Regions from separate parts of the Ovis aries genome. Here region 2 is linked to region 1. The links are chromatin contacts, called in public Hi-C maps. All regions are on one chromosome and are shown on one strand. The core of a region is the stretch at or near the end of the contact, and the rest is flanking DNA. Distances in the headings are between cores, read along the strand shown. Region 1 holds the start of LOC101111607 (mitochondrial chaperone BCS1). Region 2 has its middle 12 kb from the start of WNT6.

Region 1 (5,389 bases), core at 2,279-4,778:
GAAGAAAAATCAAACAACATATAATTAGATCTCTCACTTTCTTCCCAGTTGGGGTGGGTGCACAGCCTAATGCCTGCCCCAATTAGGCATCTCCTTGCATGGCAGCATGCCATATCTAGTTAACATAGACATTTTCAAGACAATATTTACCTGGAGAAGGAAATGGCAACCCACTCCAGTATTCTTGCCTGGGATATCTCATGGACAGAGGAGCTTGGGGGGACTACAGTCTAGGGTATTGCAAAGAACTGGACACAACTTAACAACTGAACAACAACACACAATCAGACAGATTGTGATTTTTTAACTTTACAATATTGTATTGGTTTTGCCATACATTGACATGAATCCGCCATGGGTGTACATGTGTTCCCCATCCTGAACCCCGCTCCCACCTCCCTCCCCATCCCATCCCTCTGGGTCATCCCAGTGCACCAGCCCCACGCACGCTGTATCATGCATCGAACCTGGAATGGTGATTCGTTTCACATGTGATAATTTACATGTTTCAATGCCATTCTCTCAAATCATCCTGCCCTCACCCTCTCCCACAGAGTCCCACATCTGTGTCTCTTTTGCTGTCTTGCATACAGGGTTATCGTTACCATCTTTCTAAATTCCATATATATGCGTTAGTATACTGCACTGGTGTTTTTCTTTCTGGCTTACTTCACTCTGTATAATAGGCTCCATTTTCAGGAAATATCTCTTGACAGAAATGTGGCATAAAATGGAAAGTGAAGTGACCTAGCAATATGGAATACAGAGTTTTGTAAGAAATTAAAACTTGTGTATAGAATAATAGTTGCAAATATTCAAACAATAAAGTCCATGGCTAAAGGAGAAAAAAAGAAGACAATGTTTAGAACAAAGGCATTAAAATGATAATAGGGGTCAATATAGGAACGAGACAAGAAATTGTGACCCATATACTAAACATTGTTTCTTGGAGCTAAGTGAGGTTTGTCATATCAGTAAGCAATTTGGGTCTCGGTTCTCTTATCTGCAACAAAATTGGATGGGGCCAAGCTATCAGGGCTTCCCTGATACCTCAGCTGGTAAAGACTCCACCTACCATGCAGGACACCCCGGTTCAATTCTTAGGTTGGGAAGATTCGCCAGAGAAGGTATAGGCTATTCAGTATTCTTGTGACTCAGCTGGTAAATAATCTGCCTGCAATGTGGGAGACCTGGGTTCGATCCCTGGGTAGGGATGATCCCCTGGAGAAGGGAAAGGCTACCCACTCCAGTATTCTGGCCTGGAGAATTCCATGGACTGTATAGTCCATGGGGTTGCAAAGAGTCAGACACAACTAAGCGACTTTCACTTTCACTTTCAAGGGATCTCAGAGGTCCCTTCCCCTCTTAACATCTTAGGATCTCACTATTCCTTAGCTCAAAGCCCTTCCTGCATGATCTGGCCCTGCTGCCCTCTCTAGATTCATCTCCCACCTCTCTCTGAGCCAGTGATTCAACTTTTCATTGATTTGCCCTTTCCCAGACTCACCACATTCTCTTCTGCTTCTATATACTATACATTTCTCAGCTTGCTGGGCCTTCTCCCCTCTGTCATCTCTCTTGTCTGGCTAACCAACTCCTAACTATCCTTTGAGAATCTGTACAGGGACTTCCCTGGTAGTCCAGTAGCTAAGACTGGCGATCCCAATGCAGGGGTCCCTGATCAGGGAACTAGATCCCACGTACCACAACTAGGAGTTTGCAAGCCACAAGTAAGATCAAAGATAACTCAGACCTAGAGCAGCCAAATAAATAAATGTCACTTTACTATGATGGCATCCTGACACGGTTCATCTAAGTTTCTCTCTCTAGGGTCCTCATGGCACCTCGTACATAGCTCTACCAGAAACATGTCATACTGCACTATTGTTTACTTGTCAGTCTCCCTCCCTGGACTTGGAGCTTTCTGAGTGGATTTTACTGAAGTTATCACGTCACTGAACATAAACCACAACAGCCTATGCAAGTCAGACAAGGGATTCTAATGAAGAACTGTGATGCAGTGGTAAAGAATCTGCCTGCCAATGCAGGAGATACAAGAGACACAAGTTTGATCCCTGCATCGGGAAGATCCCCTGGCGTAGGAAATGGCAACCCATTCCAGTATGCTTGCCTGGGAAATTTCAAGGACAGAGGAGCCTGACGGGCCACAGTCCATGTGGTCACAAAGAGTTGGACACGACTAAGCACACACTCACACACAGTTAAGAACCGCAGACACAGAGATGCAAGGCTAGGCTTCTACTAAGATAACAAACCAGAGGCGCCTTATGTATAAAGTAACACATCTGGAGAAATTTCTCATTCATTGACTATGACCTAATATTGAACACTGGAACTCAACTCAGAAGTGAATGTCAACTAAATTGCATATCCTGTTATACACTGCTAAAATTAGTTTGCGCTGAGTAATTAGGAATTAAGGATGATAGTATAATCACTCCATGAAACTGAGCCATGAAGGTCAGGTAAGGGATGCCTAGGGCTAGAAAATCATTTTGTACATGAGAATTCTGCAACTCAAAGCCTCAGATTAGGGAAATTTAGAAGGTGGTAGAGCAGCGCACTTCCGCCCTCAGAGGGTTCTCTGGAAACCACTGACTCCACTTATCGCTGCTCTAAGGAATCTTCCAGCTCCAGTAATAATTGCCTTAACGGTGAGCCAAGGGGTGCCGTCTAGACTGAGAACCGTCAGCCGCTGGAAGGCCGAGTGAGGTGGGACACAGGTGGGCACAAGAGAAGAAATGAGGTTATCTTCGGGGCAGCGGTACCGAGGAAGAGAAAGGACACATTAAGGCAGAGAGAAGGCCTGGGGAAAGGGTGAGATCGAGTCTGGGGACCAAGGCATCCGATTTCCACTCGCCTGTGGGCTCTACTCACTGCGTGGCCTTCGGCAGATTGTAGTTCCCTCGCTTCCCGGGATGTCAGCTTTCCTGTTTGTAAAGTGGAGGCGAAGACAGCCTCCACATCGTTGGGCGGGAGCGGGAATCACAATTGCCGGCAAACGGGAAAACCGTCTTGTAACCTGCGAGGCTAAGGAGGGAGCATCGTCATGCTTACTGTCCTAAGGAGAGGCAGCGTGTAACCGGGTGGGGTCCACAGCAATGACGCCGGCAGTGGTGAGCTGATGCGCCGGGGCCTCGTTCGTCGCCGCGCTCCCTTCTGCACTTCTCCCGAGCTTTCCCATCGCCCAGGCCTACCTCTCATTCTGCGGTTTCAGAAACTTTTGCCTCCGGCCTGCTCCGCCCGCACTCCCTATTAGTTCCCGCCCCGCAGCCTCCGGCTTACCTCCAGCCCTAGGCGGGCAGGAGCCTCATCTCTATGGTCGTCCAGCGGCTGGAGTGGCCTCCCGGGACTCTCTTTGTGCGACCGCCTCCGGCCCAGAAGCCTCCAGGACCGCGGCATATGGAGGCCGCTCTCTCTTTCTTTGTGAGGCTGGTGGAGTACTTTCTCTATGGTTCTTCCTATCTTTTCCCCACCCAGCCCCCACCTCCCCTGGCCCTGAAGCCCAGAGAGTACCATCGAGAGTTGTGGAGCAGAGTGGTGTGGTCGTCTCGGTAGGTGTGACGGGAAGTAGATGAAAGAACTCGGGGGCGAAGCCAAGTGGAGAGTGCCCGAAGAGCCGAGGGGTGAGACCATCGAGAGGAAGGGCCAGAGAGTCATGGCGGTAAGGGGGAGGAGTGACCGATTGCTGCAAACCAGGCTGCTGGAGGCGCGAACTGGGGTGTGGAGGGGGTTCGGGAGGAGGCTTCTGGGCGTCCGACAAGGACCAGGAGCGGAAAGGGCTTTGTCTGTGGCCTTCCACGCATAGGAATTTTGGAATTCTGGATCCTGTTCTGAGCTTCAGCAGAGGTCACTGCTGTCAGTTCACCGCACTGCGTGCCGGCATAAAGCAAACCGGCGGGGGGTCGGGTGAAGTGTGCTAGAAATGATTTGACCTCCTACCCCTCCGGGATCTTACAGCTTAGAATCAGGCCCAATCACATTTTATTGCGGGGCGGGGAGTGGAATTCGGGGGAATCTCCGTGGAGAAGGTAGCAGATGGGCGGGATTTGAACTCTATAGAGATTGGGGGAAATAAAATGGGCATTCTGAGTCAAGGAGGAAGGAGGCTTGTTTATTTGTTCAACAGAGAATATTGGGAACTAAGCCATTAGAGGTACGTTGGCCCCGTGTTGTAGAGGCAGAGGCGTTTTCACCTAATTCAGGGACTTGTTGAGAGCCAATCATTGGAGGTGTTGGAGTAGGGAAACTAATGGCGTTGAAGCAGAGCCTTATGAGGAAAAATCTCGACCCCTGTATAGCAGTCTGGTGAAGCATGACCAAAGTGGAGATCCACTAAGATACCACTTCAAGAATTAAAATTAATTTCGAAGAGACAGTTTAGATGGGAGGTAATAAAAGGGCTAACAGGACATGAACATGTGAAATAGATGAGAGGATACCTGAAAGACATGATACGTGATAGCAAGGCATGAGGATATTGACAGGTTGACAGAAGAGAGTAACTTCATCCCCTGCTCATTCTGGCCAGTGGGCCCCTATCTCAACTGGTCCCAGGAACCGCAAAAATGCTGTCCGTCTATTATCCTGAAAGTTGTATCATTCAGTCAAATTTAAGGAATCTCCAGAATAGTTGTCTGGCAGGACACTGGTATGAAACAGGATAATGAAAGGCAAAATGGGACAAGTGGCTCAGAGTCTCATCCCTTGGGTCCAACACCAGCCCCACCCCACGAAGGATATTGAAGCACATTGTAATACTGACCTGACATTCCTCTCCCAGCTTCTGTGGGGCGGGAGAGGAATTTGAGTCCTTTTTTTAAACTCATCTTGTGCTTTATCCCATCTCTACTGCTCCCCATTCTCCAGGTCTTGAAAATGCCTCGGGGCCTGTGAGGTTCAGTGTTTTCAAGATGCCCCTCTCAGACTTTGTTCTGGCCCTGAAGGACAATCCCTACTTTGGGGCTGGATTTGGGCTGGTGGGTGTGGGCACTGCCCTGGCCCTGGCTCGGAAGGGCGCCCAACTGGGCTTGGTGGCATTCCGGCGCCATTACATGATCACACTGGAAGTCCCTGCTCGAGACCGGAGCTATGCCTGGTTGCTTAGCTGGCTCACCCGCCACAGTACCCGAACTCAGCACCTCAGCGTTGAGACGTCGTACCTTCAGCACGAGAGTGGCCGCATCTCCACTAAGTTTGAATTTGTCCCCAGCCCTGGAAACCACTTTATCTGGTAAGGCTGGAAGCCAGAAAGGGCTCTGAGAGTGGAAAAGAATGAGAGGAGGTGGACTTGACCTGTTTGTTCACCTCATTTTGCTCATTCTTATTCAGGTATCAGGGGAAATGGATCCGGGTGGAACGGAGCCGA
Region 2 (5,465 bases), core at 2,314-4,813, 190 kb after region 1:
AAGAACACAATTGACCTAAGACTCAGTTCAGTTCAGTCGCTCAGTCATGTCCGACTCTTTGTGACCCCATGGACTGCAGCATGCCAGGCCTCCCTGTCCATCATGAACTCCCAGAGCTTGCTCAAACTCATGTCCTTCAAGTCAGTGATGCCATCCAACCATCTCATCCTCTGTTGTCCCCTTCTCCTCCTGCCTTCAATCTTTCCCAGCATCAAGGTCTTTTCCAGTGAGTCAGTTCTTTGCATCAGGTGGCCAAAGTATTGGAGCTTCAGCTTCAGCTTCAGTCCTTCCAATGAATATTCAGGATTGATTTCCTTTAGGATAGACTAGTTGGATCTCCTTGCAGTCCAAGGGACTTGCAAGAGTCTTCTCCAACACCATAGTTCAAAAGCATCAATTCTTTGGCACTCAGCTTTCTTTATAGTCCAACTCTCATATCCATACATGTGAAGTCGCTCAGTCGTGTCCGACTCTTTGCAACCCCATGGACTATAGCCTACCAGGCTCCTCCCTCCATGGGATTCTCTAGGCAAGAGTACTGGAGTGGGTTGCCATTTCCTTCTCCAGGGGATCTTCCCGACCCAGGGATCGAACCCTGGTCTTCTGCATTCCAGGCAGACACTTTAACCTCTGAGCTACCAGGGAAGTCGTAGCCCGCTACATGACTACTGGAAAAAACATACCTTTGACTAGACGTACCTTTGCCGGCAAAGGAATGTAAGACTAGCCAAGGCTCATCCTTGACTGAGGTCAATCCTCCTAGTGGTATGGCTGCTACAAAATAAGGAGGAACGGAATGGATTCACTGGAAGACCATAACTACGGTCCTCCCCTTTAGTTGCCCAATATTCACATTCACCCTCCATGCTTCATTACACACACTTCAGAAACGCCCATACCGAATGAAATGTGCTCCCACACTACTGAAAAAAGCACCATCCAAACTTCATCTCATTATGTATCCAGGTGCAAACCCAGCATTTCTGGGAGATGTACACGTCTCTCCATCGAGTCAGCTACATGCACCTGATTTAAGAGAAACTGGGTGGGGGAATGAAGTGAGTGTGTCTTGTTACATGCGTTTAGAAACTCTGAGCTTAAGCCTCCTCAGCTATTAAATGAGATTAAAAATGTCTGCTATGGAGGCTGTGAAACTGATTTAAACTTAAAAACGACAAAAAGAAACCAATATGAGTTGTGTGTACTCATTTCTCACCTGCTGATTATAACAGTGCTGCTTTTGATTCTGATATGCCAAAATCCCAGAGCTCAAAGTGATGCCCTTTGATTAGCAAAAGACCTATTATTTTGCTCTGGGATTAGCCCTTCCCCCCACTCCTTCTCTGAGCTCGAGTCTGTTCTACACACAGTCAGTTCTTTCGTGTTGGGCTAGGGTCCCGTGGCCCTGCTGCCCCTTGCACTAGCCACCCTCTCTCCACTGGCTGAGGCTGCCCCACTGCCCACACCACTCCCTATGCCATTTCCTTACTCCTCTGACTACAGACCTCTGGGGCTTCTGACTCTCTCTTTGGCCAACAGAAACTTTCCACCTACTTCAGATCAGCTATTTCAAAATGGATTGTCATAGTCAAACTTCTGACCCCTAGAAATATCCTTCATTCCCTTGTACCAGAGCCTTCTTCCCAGAGTCTCAGGGTGTGGAGTGCAGACTGGATTATGGTTAAGTACAGTCTCACTTCCTGGGCTTCCCAGGTGGCGTTAGTGATATAGAACCTGCCTGCCAACACAGGCAGACGTAAGAGACTCACTGGGTCAGGAAGATCCCCTGGAGGAGGGCATGGCAACCCACTCCAGTATTTTTGCCTGGAGAATCCCATGGAGAGAGGAGCCCAGAGGGCTACAGTCCATGGCGTCACAAAGAGTCAGACATGACTGAAGTGACTTAGTATACATGCCCACACACAGCCTCACTTCCCACCTGGCTTCGCAGCATCCCTCAGCATCCCAGCCCTGCTGCTCAGTACAGATTTCTTTCACAGGCTGTGATTTTGCCTCTGGGCTCGTTAGCTGGCTCGCTTTCCCCTGGGTGCCCTTCCCAGTCTACCTTCTTCAGGAAAGCCCAGCCCACCAGCTGCACATGTTTAAAGGCCAATGACAGGCCAAATTTTCTCCTGCAGAGCCCCTTGGAGGCATGCAAACTCAAGGGATTTCTGTCCTGAGAAGTCCGATTACTCTACCTAGAAGCACAGAGAGAGGTTTTATTGAGAAGTCTGGGCCTCAGCAGAGCTTCTGCTCTGCCCAGCCAACAGTATCCCCCTGCGTGTGTAATTTTCAGCAAACCACTTATGTTCTTTGAATCTTGATTTCTACATCCCTAAAATGGAGTTGGTGATGGACAGGGAGGCCTGGCGTGCTGGGATTCATGGGGTCGCAAAGAGTCGGACACGACTGAGCAACTGAACTGAACTGAAAATGGCTAAAGTAGTGCTAAGAGAGAAATTCATAGCATTAAACACATACATTAGGAAACGGGGAACGAAGAAGATGGGAAAGATATTTTTAGTATACAGAAAGCTATTCAGGACACACTGTTAAATGGAAAAAGTTTAGTTGGTAAGTCGCGTCCAACTCTTTGTGACCCCACGGACTGTAGCCCACCAGGCTCCTCTGTCCATGGGATTCTCCAAGCAAGAATACTGGATTGGGTTGCCATTTCCTTCTCCAGGGTATCTTCCTGACCCAGGGATGGAACCCCAGTCTCCTGCATTGGCAGGTGGATTCTTTAGCACTGAGCCACCGGGAGAGCCCATATTTTATGGTAGTATATGCTATAATATCGGAGAAGGCGATGGCATCCCACTCCAGTACTCTTGCTTGGAAAATCCCATGGATGGAAAAGCCTGGTAGGCTACAGTCCATGGGGTCGCAGAGAGTCCGACACGACTGAGCGACCTCACTTTCACTTTTCATTTTCATGCATTGGAGAAGGAAATGGCAACCCACTCCAGTCTTCTTGCCTAGAGAATCCCAGGGACGGCGGAGCCTGGTGGGCTGTCGTCTATGGGGTCGCGCAGAGTCGGACATGACTGAGGCGACTTAGCAGCAGCAGCAGCAGCAGCATGCTATAATCTAGATAATTATTTCCCATTGAAATTTGTTTATAGCTTTAAAACAAAACCATTACTGGTAATATACTAATGAACTGTCTTACTTAAACAGCTTAAAATGTTAATTGTTATAATGTGAACTTAGATGAGTCTTATGGGGAATACAATAGTTTCCTCTGTTGCTACATTTCTTTTCCTCACGTATTTAAAACTATTTTTGTGAGGGCAGGAGACAGAGAGAGGAAGAGAGACAGAAAAGGGAGAGAGAGACTAATTTTCAACACCCACTCAATTAATGGAGGCTCCTAAAAGAATGCCGGGCAGGAATGGGAAAGATGCTCTTGGATACTGTCGGTTTGGTCTCTCATTGCAATTAGCCCAGAGAGATAAATGTCCTGCCCAGAGCCAGGCTAGGACACTGCTCGCCCTGCGTCCACACGGAGCTGTTTCTCCTCAGCAGTCCTGCCCCTCCAGTCAGTCCCTTGGTTACGCCATCTCTGCTGGCAGCTGTCACTCTTCCTGTCCCGCTGTGGCTATCTGCTCCCTTTACTGGGTCTGAGGGGTGCCTCGAATCTGCTCCTTAGGGTCTGGCGCCCTCTGCTGGCTTTGAGGATTCACCACAATCGTTAAAGGACCACCCGACCTGCACTGAACTTAACAGCTCTTTCATTCCCCAAAGTCATAGGGGAAACTGAGGCAGCATGGATCCAGAACACAAAGCAAAGAAACTTCTTGGGCTAAGACTTGGGCCTTCTGACCCTTCTTTCTGCACTCTTTCTGGCACACCGTCGTTGGAAGAAATGCAGAAGACATAGGAGATGGCAGACTTGACTCCAAGGCTGGGGAAAAGGCCACCTTCCACATGGATCCTCAGGAGCCCTCCTGCCATGTTGGGGAGGGACTGAATGTTGAGCTGGACCTTTCCACTGCTGTATTCTAGGGCAGTGGCCCTACTGCCCTCTCTCAGTTTAGTCAGTTCAGTCGCTCAGTAGTGTCCAACCCCATGAACTGTCCATCACCAACTCCCAGAGTTCACTCAGACTCATCTCCATTGAGTTGGTGATGCCATCCAGCCACCTCATCCTCTGTCATCCCCTTCTCTTCCTGCCCTCAATCTTTCCCAGCATCAGGGCTTTTTCCAATGAGTCAACTCTTTCCATGAGGTGGCCAAAGTATTGGAGTTTCAGCTTCAGCATCATTCCTTCCAAAGAAATCCCAGGGCTGATCTCCTTTAGAATGGACTGGTTGGATCTCCTTGCAGTCCAGGGGACTCTCAAGAGTCTTCTCCAACACCACAGTTCAAAAGCATCAGTTCTTCGGCTCTCAACTTTCTTTATCATCCAACTCTCACATCCATCCATGACTCCTGGAAAAACCATAGCCTTGACTAGACAGACCTTTGTTGGCAAAGTAATGTCTCTGCTTTTTAATACACCTCAATACTCCCATCAGAGTCTGGATGGACTTAATGATGCCCTAGGCATAGCCTGTGCTTCCCCAAACTTCATCATTCACAGCTTCCTTCATGGATTTTGCATGTCCACGAGTCACTCAGATTATAATTTACTTAATATGTTTCTTTAAAATGTCTCATTTTAAACTTCAAAGTCTGAGGGAATGAATCGCTTTTCCCTGGGTGATGACTCATAGATGGATCTGGTTCCCTCGGAATTGTCTTTGAGCCCTTGCTGTCTGCATTTAGTGCAAAAGACTTGATCCCACCCAGAATTCCTCCCTTTAAAAACAAAATAAAAACCATTACTTGCTGGAAAGGGTGTGGAGAGAAGGGAACCTTCCTACACCGTTGGTGGAAATGTAAATTGGTATAGCCACTATGAAGAACAATATGGAGGTTCCTTAAAAAATTAAAAATAGAGCTACCATATGACCCTGCAATCCCACTCCTGGGCACTTATCTGGAGAAAAACATGATCTGAAGGATACGTGCACCCCAACATTCATTGTGGGACTGTTTACAATAGCCAAGACATAGAAGCAACCGAATGAAGCAACTTAGCAGCAGCAGCAGACATCTATTGACAGAGGAATGAATAAAGAAGATGAGGTACATATCTATTAATACAGGTATTTACCTGGTGGTCCAGTGGCTAAGACTCTAAGCTCCCAATGCAGGAGGCCCAGGTTTGATCCCTGGTAAGGGAACTAGATCCCACATGCTACAACACAACAACAAAAAAGATTCTGCATGCCTCACCTGAGACCTGGCATAGCCAAATAAATAAGGAAATAAATAAGTATATTAATACAAGGGAATGTTACTCAGCCATTTAAAATAATGAAATAATACCATTTGCAGCAACATTGATGGACCTAGAGAGTGTCACACTAAGTCAGATGGAAAGGGAGAAATATCGAATGACATCACTTATATGCGGA

The links. Hi-C and Micro-C count contacts between places; a contact is called where the count stands out from the background.
Region 2: a contact with region 1 is called in a Hi-C map of mixed tissues, with 4 times the contacts expected there. The contact joins the enhancer-like site here to the promoter of LOC101111607 in region 1. A contact is called at or near these places in 5 of 16 Hi-C or Micro-C datasets (liver, mixed tissues, muscle and 1 more).

Annotation. Positions count from the first base shown.
Region 1 is chr2:220,627,319-220,632,707 of ARS-UI_Ramb_v3.0, forward strand. LOC101111607 (mitochondrial chaperone BCS1) reads left to right here and starts at 3,529. Exons shown (of 8, transcript XM_027965189.3): 1 at 3,529-3,647; 2 at 4,891-5,254; 3 at 5,353-5,389. The coding sequence starts at 3,596. It overlaps ZNF142 (zinc finger protein 142), which reads right to left and starts at 3,339. Exons shown (of 9, transcript XM_060411279.1): 1 at 3,219-3,339; 2 at 1-3,051.
Region 2 is chr2:220,819,773-220,825,237 of ARS-UI_Ramb_v3.0, forward strand. No RefSeq gene overlaps it. Among named protein-coding and RNA genes, the nearest start is that of WNT6, 12 kb to the right of the region's middle. Within about 2 kb of position 3,564, at least 10 of the 54 cell types and tissues checked have an H3K27ac peak or open chromatin away from gene starts, as enhancers often do. A contact at or near this core is called in tail adipose tissue, where this site is marked.